Regions from separate parts of the Rattus norvegicus genome. Here region 2 is linked to region 1. A link is a contact called in public Hi-C data. All regions are on one chromosome and are shown on one strand. Each heading gives the region's core, a stretch centred on a gene start, on an enhancer-like site or on the middle of the called end of the contact. The rest is flanking DNA. Distances are from core to core; before and after follow the strand shown.

Region 1 (4,016 bases), core at 1,194-3,693:
CTCTGTGTACATCTATTCATGTATTCTACGTATTCATGTGCATGTGCGTGAGGATGTGCATAGCGTGTGGAAGCTAAATGCTGAGGTCCAGTGGTTTCTTTATTGTTCTTAACCTTGTTGTTTGAAACGAGGTCTCTCACTAGACCCCATGCTTACCAACTCAGCTAGGCTGGCTGCCCCGCACATCTGGGAATCCTCTCTCTGCCTTCACAGCACTGGGATTAAAGGCGTGTACTGCTATGCCAAGCTTTTCATGGGAACACTGGATGGGACCCAGAGGACCGTGTTTGATGATGCTGGGGTGACAGATTGCTCACTGAACCACTGCCAGAGCCTCTTCCCCCCACCTCACTTTAGGTTTTTCCAGTATAGCATAGAATAAGGACTCCCCAAGGGGATGGCTAGTTGTAGCCCATGGGTCAGTTCCTGCCCACTCCCTGCTTGGTAAATGAAGTCTTGCTGGTCCATAGCCCCATTGGTTTGCTTATGTATTATCTGTGGCCTCTTTCATTCAGCAGATTTGGGCAGCTGTCACAGAGAGTATACGGTTAGCAAAGCCTTAAATATTGACTATCTGCCCACCCCCTTTTAGAACACACCGACTCCTCCCTTAGAGGAGCGTTGGAGCCAATAAGGCCTGTGTTCAAATAGGGTTTTGCTTTCTTGTTAGCTGTGACATTGGGGTAGTTGCACAACCTGAAGCCACATCTACTTAATGTGGACGATACTTTGGAGGGCTTGGGAAGAGGATTGGTTGAGTGAGACTGGCCTGGCACCATCCTGGGCCTGGCACCAAGTAAGTGCTTGATAAAAGGTGGCCATTCCCTCCTGCATCAGGCAAGCATATGTGTGTGTGTGTGTGTGTGTGTGTGTGTGTGTGCGCGCGCGCGCGCGCGCTTATGGGTGACTGCCCATCCTTCTGCAGAGCCTAGCAGTGGCCTGCCCACGCTGAGCTTGCGTTCTACTAGGAGCAGATAGAGGGTGACCAAGAATAGAAGATGATGACAGGTTAATTTTAGATAGCGGGAAGTGCTGTAAACAAAATAGAGTGACATAGAATAGAATGAGAAGCCTGGGACAGAAAGTTGCACATGGAGCTAAGAGCTAAAAATAAGAATGAATCAGACACACAAATACTCAGAGGAGGCATGTTCCTGGCTGGAGGAACCAGAAACACAGAGGCCCTGAGCCAGAGATGAGGTTAGACTGGCCCAGAAGAAAGAGGTGGCCTGGGGACTGTGGTACTGAGGGAGAGGGGCATGGCAAAGGACAGTGAGGAACAGTGGAGGGGTGAAAGCCAGTGAGAGCTTGTGCCCTGGGAAGGGTTCAGCTCTGAAGCGGGGAAATCTGAGACAGAGATGGGCCAGAAGTGAAAGCACTGTGGCCGCTTTCTTCATTCTTTGTAGGAGCAGTGTTCCTCCCTCCTTGTTGCCCGTTAGCCCCTGCTGGAGTCAGGAATGAACAGGGGCCTCCTAAGCCCTGGCCTCTGTTGTGGAAATCCCACCAGAGCACCCCATTGAGCTCAGCTGCCTCCTGGGGCTTTTCTCCCACATGGTAGCCCTAACTCACCTGACAAACCTTTAGGACATACTGGCTGGTAACTCTTTGAAATCTCTATCAGGAATCTCCGTGCTTCTCCAGGTAGAGCACTTAAGGGGCGTATCAGTTAACATGATCTCAAAGACTCCAGTGCACTTCCAGCAACAGAAGACCACCAGATAAGCTTTTCGTCCCAAAGGCCACTCAGAATTCATGGCTCTGGTTCCCACAATTAGCATTTCTATTTTGTCCGAATAGCTGAACAGGCGTGAAGGGCCTTCATGATAATATTTTACCTGTTTGCGGCTTAATAGAAAGCATTAGATACCATCAGTTACCCAAACTGCCCCCACAGTTACTAATCATAGCCGTGCCGTAGCCACGGTCACAGAGTGTCACTGTATACGTGGCTTGGCAGTGAGAGGGGACAGTTAGATGCCCACTGTATTAATTACTTTCCCTATTGCCATACAAAACACCTGACAGAAGCAACTGAGGAGACGGGGGCTGGCCAGGCTCAGGATGGAGGAGAAGGCTGATCAGGTTGAGGATGGAGGTGCCACCCATTGTGGAGGAGAAGGTACCACAGCTGCAGGAGCTCAGTCCAGTGCGGCAGGAGTTGATGGTCCAGGTTCTTGACATCTGAGCAGACTGAGACTGGGCTAAAATCTGAAGGGAGGGTCATACAGTAGCTCCATTTTTAAAATCCGTAAAGGAGACTCTGTACTATTTTGTAGGATAGTCATAATGTGGGCATAGATTCTTGAGTACAGAGCCCACGGATGCCATTGGAAGGGCCTTGAACTATCTAAGAAGGAATGAAAATGTTTATGCACTTGGTTTTCCAGGGGCAAGTCCCGGAATCCCATGTGATCGGGTTCTTCACCTTGATGTTACAAAGTTATGGATTACTGCTTTACATTACCACACAGTACCGCCAGTACCACACAGTACTGCCAGTACCGCACAGTACCGCCAATACCGCACAGTACTGCCAATACTGCACAGTACTGTCAATACCGCACAGTACTGTCAATACCGCACAGTACTGTCAATACCGCACAGTACCGCCAGTACCGCACAGTACTGCCAATACCGCACAGTACTGTCAATACCGCACAGTACCGCCAATACCGCACAGTACCGCCAATACCGCACAGTACCGTCAATACCGCACAGTACCGCCAATACCGCACAGTACCGCCAATACTGCACAGTACCGCCAGTACCGCACAGTACCGCCAATACCGCACAGTACCGTCAATACCGCACAGTACCGCCAATACCGCACAGTACCGCCAATACCGCACAGTACCGCCAATACCGCACAGTACCGTCAATACCGCACAGTACCGCCAGTACCGCACAGTACCGTCAATACCGCACAGTACTGCTAATACCGCACAGTACCGTCAATACCGCACAGTACCGTCAATACCGCACAGTACTGCTAATACCGCACAGTACCGTCAATACCGCACAGTACCGTCAATACCGCACAGTACCGCCAGTACCGCACAGTACCGCCAATACCGCACAGTACCGCCAATACCGCACAGTACCGCCAATACCGCACAGTACCGCCAATACCGCACAGTACCGCCAATACCGCACAGTACCGCCAATACCGCACAGTACCGCCAATACCGCACAGTACCGCCAATACCGCACAGTACCGCCAATACCGCACAGTACCGTCAATACCGCACAGTACCGTCAATACCGCACAGTACCGTCAATACCTCACAGTACCGTCAATACCGCACAGTACTGTCAATACCGCACAGTACTGCCAATACCGCACAGTACTGTCAATACCGCACAGTACTGCCAATACCGCACAGTACTGTCAATACCGCACAGTACTGCCAATACTGCACAGTACTGTCAATACCACACAGTACTGTCAATACCACACAGTACTGTCAATATCGCACAGTACTGCCAGTACCGCACAGTACTGCCAGTACCGCACAGTACTGTCAATGGTGCAGTTGCTGTGCCCACAAATCAGGTCTCTAAGTTTACAATCAGAAAAGAAGACAACCTGTGGTTAAGGAAGAGGGACCTCATAGTTTTAAACACCCCATTTATTAATTATCTGGTACTGGCTCTTGGATCAGTTTTCTAGTTCTTTTAAAGGTGCCACACAGCATCTATCATATTCCAGATATGTCTCCAGACATATTCCAGTCTGTCTCCAATATATATATATAAATTTTTTTCTAACACAAGGTCTTGTTATATATCTCTCTTTTTAAAATTTATTTTATGTGAGTATGTTGTCACAGTTTTCAGACACACCAGAAGACAGCATCAGACCCCATTACAGATGGTTATGAGCCACCATGTGGTTGCTGGGAATTGAATTCAGGACCGCTGGAAGAGCAGCCAGTGCTCTTAACCTCTGAGCCATCTCTCCAGTCCCCTATAGATCTCTTAGTAATTCTCCTGAGTTCTGGGATTATACACATGAC
Region 2 (4,318 bases), core at 1,776-4,275, 74 kb before region 1:
AGCCTCCTGAGTGCTGGGTTACAGGTGTGTGTGGTACCACACCAAGCATGGCCTTAGTGTACACTCACTGAAGTATGACTACACCTGCAGGCAGTGATGTCTGAAGGAATATGTCTCTGTCTCTGTGTTCTAATGAAACTTTATAGACACCAAGATTTTTAACTTCATTGAATTTTCATGCACCGTGTCTTCCGCTTTCTTTTTAGTTTTTAGAATCACAGGAAAGCATACAGAACGTGAGCTAGTTTGCAGGACACGCAAAATCAAGAGACGGCTTTCGGACTTAGCCCTGGTCTGTGACTGGCAGTTGCGCTTTGAGGTACAGCGCCAAAGCTCACCCACCACTCGCAGCATCCCCCAGGCCGCACTGACATTTTCCAAGCGTCTGTAGAACCTGTGCGATTATCATTTTGTTGTTTTGTTGCTTTTTATTGTGGGCACACGTCTGCATCTCCCTGCCCACTGGATCCCTCAACATTCCCCTTTCCCTCTGTGCGAACCACTTTTCTCCTGACTAGAAGGTGGAAGTCTGGTGACAGGGTCTCTGTGAGTCTTGTTCATTTATGGGACTCAGTGCTTGGCCAGGCCTGGGGCAGTGAAGGCTTGCTGACGTCCCTAGGACACTTGCATTCCTGCCCTGTTGTTCACTACATGATCAGTTTGGAAGCTCAGCTCAGCGTGTTCTAATTCCTCAGGTGCTTTTGGGTTTGGCCTCATGAGACGTTCAGGGGAGTCCACAAACCTCATGTCCTTGCGTCCACACGATCAGACCCCTGCCACTCGCCACTGGAGGAGCCCGTGAGTGCTGTGTCCACAGGCACGCCTGGTTTGACAATTCAATCAAAATGCTCAAACCTGCCGTGCCTGTGGACACAGCCCAGAGAACACATGACTATTGGGCAATCAGCTTACTCCGTAGGGACAGCTCCACAACCAGGACACCCCCTGTCTGGTCACGTAGCATGCGTTTCCGTTTGTCACAGTTCTGAAGACCGGGAGGAGAAATGAGAAAAAACAAAATGAACTTCAAGGAGTCAAAGTCCCCAGTCATTACATAGCAACTGATACCTAGAGTACACACCACGCCCACACATGCATGCGCTCACGCACGCACACATGCACATGTGCACACAGGCCTAGAATTCATTGGCTGTCCAGGCTAGGGAATCCTGGGGGAATAGTTCATTAGAATTCCAGTGGATGAATGGGCACTGTACCTTTCTATAAGCTTTTACTCTTAACGCAGAAATACACGAGGATGCTCGAAAAGTAAGTTCTGCTTCATTTTCTTCTGTTAAAACTGAAACTCCAGTGACCATTCTTAGATCAAGCGCTAACTGGTCCTCCCTGTCCCCGCCCTGCACTCTGGTTCTCTCCTCTCTTCCTCCCTGTGTTCATAAGCATCTGTTTTCCAGCTATGTGAGTTTATGGAAGGAGAAAATAAACCTCCTTTTGTAGTTCCTCCAGGCCACGTGGGCTGGCAGGCTCTTTAGAAGTGCAAACCTCGGAGGTATCCAGTCCCTGAGGAGGTGTTCAAAGCTCAGCAAACCCCAGAACCACAGGGTGTTGGCTCTCCCCTCTGTGTCGTCCGCTGTGACCCGGACACCCAGCATTTCTCTGAAGATAGTCCCATCCAGACTGCAGTCACCTGTCTTTACAGTTCTGCCTACATCTTGGATTCCTTTACCCTTCTGACTTTTCAAAGCATTTCCATGCCTACTATCATCTCCATTTTCATCCTACACAGTTCTCTGACAAGGGACTGGTGACCCTTATTCAACGAGGATGAAATTGGCACCAGTGGGATAAATGACGCAGACCAGGCTGCTAAGTTTTGGTAGCAAGGTGGACAGGTCTAGACCTTCTGCCTCCGCACCCTGGACCCACAATTCCCAGGTCAAATCCAGCTCCTCCACTATCAGCCTCCCCCCGGGGGGGGGTTTAATGTCTTCCTTTTGGAGCCAGGACTCTCACCACTGGGCAGGAGAGCTTCTCACTGTCGCAGATGAACGTCTCACAGTGTAACCAAACCTTGGATAGTTTGGGGATGTTCTGGAACCGGAAGGCATTGAATTGGAAAGTGGCCCTGTGGTCCTTGCCATTCTCGTGCACGAGGACGGTTTCATCAGTGGAGCAACTGGGATACACAGGGGAAGGGAGAAGGAAACGTTACACTAGAGAAGGCCGAAAAGGCTCTAAGGTGAAACCTCACACAGTGCTCATTCTGCTAGATGTAAGCAGCTATCTGTCCTTTCAGAGAACTCTGATCTCTAAGTGTGAGGTCGGCCACAGAGCCGAGAAAGTGGACATAGTCATTCCGTCCTAAAATAGAGGGGAGTGGCTTACGAGAACCCACGAATCTGCTAAGTTGAAGCCCTCTCCCACAGAAGCAAATTCTGCAAGAGATAAAGCCCTCTTCATGACTGGCATCTGGAAGACCCCAGGGTAGCACAAGGGAAGGACCTCCATGGTGGGTGGGAATCCTGTTTTCAAATGTTGCCATGAACACCTAAACTTGAGCCACACCCACCAGTTATCTCTGTGTATATTATTAGGTTTTGCCTGAACTTGGAGAAAGGAATTTATGTCCCATCAATCACACATATAATAACTTTTGTAAAAAAAAACACAGTCATATTTTTTCATACATAATCTAGTCAATGACTGGAAAGAGATATCTAAATGTATGTTTGCTGAGACAGAAGGAAGACCTTAGAAATGTCATCTCAGAATTCTCTCTCAGAAGTCATGAGGGAGAAACAAAGGTTGCGCCTTCCTTTCTGGGTAAAGGGTCAGAGTTATTTCTGTTTGTTGTGGCCTCGGCAGAGATGGGGCTGTGAGAATTTTCCAACTTACGAGGATCTAGCGGGATTGTTTGGTCAATGAACCTGAGATCCTCACCTAAACTCAGGACACGAAACCTTAAAATAGCTCTTGGCTGCCAGAGTGCCCTAGGCCTGGTGTCAGTCGGTGGAAAATACCGTAAGAGGAGCTCTCTGATGGGGGGAAGGGAGGGCAAATAATGGGCAAGCATACATGCCTTGGCACAAGCTGTGGCACCTGCCTCTCGGTGACAGCTACCCCTGGTTGCTTGGATGGTGGCAGCCTGCTGGGTGGGCAGCCTACATCGGCAACCCCAGTGCCCCTTGAGGGAGTGCGCTGTTGCAGGTGTGCTCATGTGTTCAGAAAATACCTGGCAATGTATCTACTGCAGTGACTATAGATGCTTGCAAACTGGAGTTCCACCAAAAAGATCCAGTCTGACCAAAAGGTTTCCTCCTAAGCCACAGTGAAAGACACCCGGACACACTGGGTGCACCGCTCGGCCTTGACTCCGCCAAGAGTGGCACTTACCCCTTATTGATCAGCTGCCATTGCAAGGGGTACATGAAGTCAGCCGAGGGGGTGGCCCAACAGCTATTCAAGACTACTTTAAACCTGGGGATAAAACATGGTATCACTGAGAGCCACTCTTGTGTTCAGAGACATCTCAAAACCGAAGTCTGTTGGCTGTTTTTTTTTTTTTTCCTTAAAAAATAGACACGCAGAGAAATGGAACTCACCGAACACTTAGTCCCTTGGCTTCTACTCCTGCAAACAGATCCGAACCGATTTCAGATGTTTCCAGGACGAAGGGAGCTTCTTTCTTGGTGGAAAACTTGGCATTCTTGGGAAGGAAATGGGGGCATTAGGTCTCGTGACCTCTCAGAGCGAGACATCGGGTCTGGTGGGAGCAGACACACTGAGATGGGATAGAGAAGGAACCAACCCAAGGAATGAATGCCATTCATTCCTTGAACGAGACCATAGAGAAAACTCTAGAGCCAGAGAAATTGAGCTTCTGAGGATGCTGATGCCATCTTAGAAAGATTAAGGACATTTGCTGGTCACTGATGACAACGAACTTAACGGATGGGAAAATGATGGGGCCCAAGGAGGTGAAGACAGGATTCCTGTGATTTCACAAATCACTTAATGCTCTAGTCCCTCACTACCCCTGACTCCCCACCCCTGCACTTTGAGCAAATGGTCACCTGGGTTTGCGAGTTTATGACTTGATTAACGGTGTGGTTATCGATTGACGTAAGTCACCAATTTCCTGCAATGCGTCTGGGTATCGTTCTATGTATTTGGATAGTTTCTATGTCAAGATACCCTGTGCATTGAGATATGATATTTGTGAATGAAGCAAGATATTCTAGCAAGAGAGAAAGACAAAAGAAGTAAATTGCACAGCACATTAGACTAGTATGTCGTATATAATGTTAGAAACCACAAAAATAATAAAAATGGATTGGGAGCATGAGGAAGGGTAAGC

The links. Hi-C and Micro-C count contacts between places; a contact is called where the count stands out from the background.
Region 2: a Hi-C map of psoas muscle shows a contact between it and region 1, with 4 times the contacts expected there. The contact joins the enhancer-like site here to the promoter of LOC120098625 in region 1. A contact is called at or near these places in 5 of 12 Hi-C or Micro-C datasets (Schwann cells, frontal cortex, kidney and 2 more).

Annotation. Positions count from the first base shown.
Region 1 is chr1:264,160,784-264,164,799 of GRCr8, reverse strand. It overlaps LOC120098625 (extensin-like), which reads left to right and starts at 2,443. Exons shown (of 1, transcript XM_039098240.1): 1 at 2,443-3,561. The coding sequence starts at 2,443. The coding sequence ends at 3,561. All of the region lies in intron 1 of Gpam (glycerol-3-phosphate acyltransferase, mitochondrial), which reads left to right.
Region 2 is chr1:264,234,843-264,239,160 of GRCr8, reverse strand. Tectb (tectorin beta) reads right to left here. Exons shown (of 10, transcript NM_001106200.1): 5 at 3,564-3,667; 6 at 3,355-3,438; 7 at 1,975-2,137; 8 at 913-985. Among named protein-coding and RNA genes, the nearest start is that of Tectb, 10 kb to the right of the region's middle. Within about 2 kb of position 3,025, at least 3 of the 93 cell types and tissues checked have an H3K27ac peak or open chromatin away from gene starts, as enhancers often do.